2 separate regions of the Cyprinus carpio genome follow, and region 1 is linked to region 2. A link is a contact called in public Hi-C data. All regions are on one chromosome and are shown on one strand. The core of a region is the stretch at or near the end of the contact, and the rest is flanking DNA. Distances in the headings are between cores, read along the strand shown. Region 1 overlaps il17rel (putative interleukin-17 receptor E-like). Region 2 holds the start of LOC109050719 (serine/threonine-protein kinase pim-3-like).

Region 1 (2,700 bases), core at 60-2,559, 49 kb before region 2:
TATATATCAAGTGTCAGGTATTTTAATTTGTGATTTCCTTTAGTTTACATTTTTTCATCTTTTTGCATTTTTACTTTTGCAACTGCATAGCAACCTGCTTAAAAACAACATAGAACACCTTAGCAACCTATTACAATGACCTGACAACCACCCAAAACATCCAGCATCAAATCAATGAGTTTTGTATGGGCAAACATGACACACTTTTCTTTAGAAAACATAATTGATCTAGTTATAGATATAATAGATCTAGATATGAATAGGTCTTTTGTGGTTATTTTAACAAATAAATTATGTCTTATGTTTCTTTTAACAGAATCAGTGACACATGCCTTCTCAGCAAGAGGATGTAGATTGTAGGACAGTTCTCAGTGAAGCATGCATGTATAATCTTTTTTTGTTTGTTTGACTGTAAGACTGAAGCTTAACATAATACTTGTTTATGTATTATCTGATGCACATATTACAAGTTGTAACATCTGAAAAATATATCTAAATACATTGTTTTTTTATGCATAATGCAACAGCTGCTTTTATATGAGTTTATATCACGCAATGTATTAACGCCCACAGAATTTGAAGCATTTGTATGTAAGACTGAATTTTTGCGACACATTAATAGTTTCCTGCTTTGCATAATCAAATTTGTTTTTGTCACCTCTGAGTTACTACTTTTGTACAGCAGAGGGCAGGGTCGCTAAGAAATGAATGTCTGTGTCAGCAGTGTGAACGAGTTTTTGATATTTCTCTCACATCAGGCTTGAAACTAGGTCACAAATGGGTGGTCAGCTTACAGACTCTTGTGTAACCCCAATGTGTTGGATCACTGCCATACAAACTGTTGCACCTGCACATGTTACTGTGTCGCCTGTGCCTGTCGTCATGATATTCGATGACACACTTTTTTCTCTGATCCTGAGGATGCAGAGATACTGTATGACATTCCTGGACGGTGCGGCTCTGTGCCGATGGGAGGGGCCGGGCGGAATCGGCTCTGGGGTTTGCTGATGAAAACATTCCTGAAGGATAGAGTAAAGCCCAAACAATAGAGCTCAATCATAGATATTGGACAAATACAGTTTTGGGGAGATGCCATCATTGTCCAACTTAGTCTGTGATTTTATTGTGTTTTTATGAGTATCAACTGAATAAACTTCTTTTCTTTTTTCTTTTTTTTATCATACTCAGAGTTCACAGGGTTCACTTGTAAATAAAGGGGGTTTCACAGTGATGCCACAGAAGAGCCATCTTTGGCTTCTCAAATAACCTTTCAATGAACATTTCTTAAAATCAATGTGTGAAGAACATTTTAATAATCTAAAGAACCTTTTGTGAAATGGAAAGTTTCCATGGATGTTAAAGGTTCTTTATGGAACCGTGTGTGTGTGTGTGGCATATGGGTGCTAGCGCTAGGGAGTTTTTGACTCTGGTAAACACTGTAAAACAAACCCATGTGAAAATTGTTGGCCTCAATGACTTCATCGCTGCCTCCAGACTCCACCTGCTGTCTGCTAGTCTTCAGCTGGGAGTGAAGCATTCCCCTTTGATACTTTCCATACGGACCAGACCGCTGCCTTTTCTGTACCTCCCTGACAGAATGTTCGACTGGTTGCGCTTTGCCTCCAAAACGTGTTTGGGATAAAGGGATAAAGCACTGAAAAAAGAAACAGAGACAAAAGCATTTGCTGAGTTGTCGTATGTTTAGCTACTTCCACTTAGCTGCCAGTGACCGCATCTGACCTTTTTGGTTGGGGTCAATAGCCACCAGCCCTGTCCTCTAACCTTCTGGACTTGGTCAGTTTTATTACCATAGACTCATACCATCTGTTGGTGTCTGAACCCATAAATCCCGATAGGGAGAGCTTCTCATCTCAGAATATGCTTACTTCACTGGTAGTATTCAAAAAACAGTATTTCTGAAATGGCATACTCTCTGAGTAGGTATTACATTTGATGTATGTTCTATATAGTTTGAATGTGTTTAGTATGAGTGAAGTTCAGATGTTCTACACCCCTCAATGCTGTCAGTGTCATGTGACTTACGGCGTCAGTCGCCTCACTGCCATTTACAACTCCTCTTCTATGGTCTCGTGGCACTTAGGAAACTCGATGGAAGCAGTAGGCCTATGTCATCAGGGTGTTTCTCATATTGTTTTATGAACACTACTCATTTCACATAGGCTATTGTTTTTTCTGCTTTATAGTAGGGAAGAATGCATATTAGGACACACACGATAGGATATAGGAACAGGAAGTATTCATAGAGCAGATGCAACTGTATGACACTTTGCTATTCCATGAGTGATTTTTAAAAGACAATAACACATTTTATATATACTATACTATATACACTATATATATATTAGGGCTATATTTAATATATAAACATAACATATTCTTCTTAAATATATACATGCATGTGTGTGTATTTATATATACATAATAAATATACACAGTATACACACATATATTATGTATAACAAAATTATATTTATTTTGGATATGATTAATCGTGATTAATCATGTTGACAGCCCTATAATATATATATACCCCAGTATACACACATATATTATGAAAACAAATATATATAATCGTATATATTTATATAATATATATATATATATATATATATATGACAAAATTTATCATTTCTTATCGGACATTGCGTAAAGAAATCATGAAAAGTTGACTCAGCCAAT
Region 2 (2,700 bases), core at 77-2,576:
GAAAGTCAAAAAGAAAGTAGGTAGAACAGACAGTCACACAGACAGTCACACAGACAGACAGACACACACACTCACACACACAGACAGACACACACACACACACACACACACACACACACACACACAGTCACACAGACGGACAGAAAGTCACACAGACAGTCACACAGACAGTCAGTCACACAGACAGTCACACAGACAGACAGACAGACACACACACACACACACACACACACAGACAGACAGTCACACACACAGACGGACAGACAGACACACAAACACACACACAGTCAGACAGAGAGACAGACAGACACACACACACACACAGTCAGACAGAGACACACACACACACACACACACAGACAGATGGACAGTCAGACACACACACACACACACACACACAGACAGTCAGACAGACAGAGACACACACGCACACAGACGGTCAGACAGACAGACAGTCACACAGACGGACGGACGGAAGGACGGATAGATAGATAGATAGATAGATAGATAGATAGATAGATAGATAGATAGATAGATAGATAGATAAAAATAATAACAATGTGCTTAATTAATATTCATTATTCATAAACCAGTCAAAAGTTTTTGTACAGTAAGATTTTTAAAGTTTTTTTAAAGAAGTGTTTTTAATGTTTTTTCTGCTCACCAAGCCTGCATTTATTCAATCAAAAGTACAGCAAAATAAAAGTAAAATTTTGAAATATTTGTACTGTTTAAAATAACTGTTTTCTATTATATTTTAAAATGTAATTTATTCCTGTGATTTTAAAGCTGATTTTTTAGCATCATTACTCCAGTCGCATGATCCTTCAGAAATCAATCTAAAAGTTTGATTTGCTGATCAAAAAAAACATTATGTTGAAAACAGCTAAACAGATTTTTTTTCCAGGTTCCTTTGATGAATAGAAAGTTTAGAAGAACAGCATTTATTCTGAAATAGAAATCTTTTGTTACATTATAACATTATACATGTCTTTATCATCACTTCTGATCAATTTAAAGCATCATATACATATATAAATTTGTATTTTTTTTATTTTTTTGTGACAGGCGCAGTCTAGTAATTACAGATCCCTTCACCAACAACAATAAAAATAATAAGCTTTATTAATATTTCTTATTATTATAATAATTAATTGTTGTTGTTGCTAAAACCGCATTATTATTATTATTATTATTATTATACAGGCACAACCCAGCAATATTACCCCAATTAGTCACAGCGCAATTATATAAACTGTGCAACGTGGTTGGTCTTGTTATATAGCCTAAGCGCTATAAAGCAGGTATCCATGGGCGTCTCGCACTATTCACCAACCCACTATTTATCACTACTGATGAACGCTTAAACATTTACAGCGTTATTCTACATTTTATCACGCAGTATTTCTTCCTTCTTGAAACACTAAAGAATTTTGAGAAGGGCGTTTGTTTTTAATTTGATAGTAGTGCGTCTATCCGTCGCGGAGGGATCTGTGCGACGCGTCCAGCGCCCAGCACGAGAATTAAGAGTTAATACGGTCTCCCCGCTCTCTCTCTCTCACACACACAGACATATCAACCGAGCAGACCCAAAAGCGCAAACGTGTGCAGTTCTCTCTCACTATGGGTGCGCGGGGACATTTGTAAATAATTACCGGAGCTTGACACCTTTGTAGACGAGGAATCGAAATCGTTTTGCGATTGCTCGTGGGATTTTCGCGCGGAGTCCCACCAAAATATTGCATTTCTGAAGGGAATCCGCAGTTCTCGGTGAAGGACGGAGAGTGCCGGTGTTTCCCGGTCCGAAGCACAGTTACGCATCGCAAGGACTGAGAATCGTTTTGAGAAGGCGACAAACATGTTACTGTCCAAGTTTGGATCTTTTTCTCATATTTGCAGCACGACCAACATCGAACACTTGCCGGTGAAAATTCAACTTCAAGCAGGTAACGTTAGACGTCGTTCTTCAATATCACAAAAGCGATATACACTTTCACTCCGCATTTAATTGCGTGTTATTTATTTCTAATTTTCCACACGCGACGTATCCAGGCACGCGCCTTTCCGTGACCTGCGTATGGAGCCATTTTGTTGCCAACCGTGCATAGTACACGTTCGGTTTAAATCGCGTTTTTATACCAACACATTAACCCATACTGCTTCTCTCCTTCGTTTTACAGCCAAGACCGAAAGGGAGCCGTTTGACAAGGTTTATCATGTGGGCTCGGTGCTGGGAAGCGGCGGGTTCGGGACAGTGTACGCCGGTACTCGGATCTCAGACGCGTTACCGGTAAGCGTAGGCTTTGTTTTGGTGGCAGCACATGGCCGCGTTTGGCGCCACAGTCACGCATTCACACGCGCGATTTTCTCTTTTTGTCTCCAGGTTGCGATAAAACACGTCGCTAAGGAGAGAGTGACCGAATGGGGTACGATTGTAAGTAAACAAGCCTTTATTTACGTGTTGGTTTTCTTCTCATTGCTGGGTTGTTTCTAAAATGCGTGTTTGTATTCCAGAACGGCTCGCTGGTTCCACTCGAGATCGTTTTGTTGAAGAAAGTCGCGAGCACGTTTCAGGGGGTCATTAAGCTCATCGATTGGTACGAGAGAGCCGACGGCTGGCTGATTGTAATGGAGCGGCCGGAGATGGTGAAGGATTTATTCGACTACATCACGGAGAAAGGCGCGCTGGACGAGGACACC

What was found. A called contact is a pair of places that touch in the nucleus more often than the background predicts.
Region 1: a Hi-C map of skeletal muscle shows a contact between it and region 2, with 5 times the contacts expected there. The contact joins the enhancer-like site here to the promoter of LOC109050719 in region 2. A contact is called at or near these places in 6 of 8 Hi-C or Micro-C datasets (liver and skeletal muscle).

Annotation. Positions count from the first base shown.
Region 1 is chrB25:14,374,435-14,377,134 of ASM1834038v1, reverse strand. It overlaps il17rel (putative interleukin-17 receptor E-like), which reads left to right. Exons shown (of 18, transcript XM_042753207.1): 18 at 317-1,167. The coding sequence ends at 325. Among protein-coding and RNA genes, the nearest start is that of il17rel, 9.0 kb to the left of the region's middle. Within about 2 kb of position 1,309, at least 3 of the 8 cell types and tissues checked have an H3K27ac peak or open chromatin away from gene starts, as enhancers often do. A contact at or near this core is called in skeletal muscle, where this site is marked.
Region 2 is chrB25:14,325,689-14,328,388 of ASM1834038v1, reverse strand. LOC109050719 (serine/threonine-protein kinase pim-3-like) reads left to right here and starts at 1,326. Exons shown (of 6, transcript XM_042752890.1): 1 at 1,326-1,946; 2 at 2,181-2,290; 3 at 2,384-2,434; 4 at 2,515-2,700. The coding sequence starts at 1,859.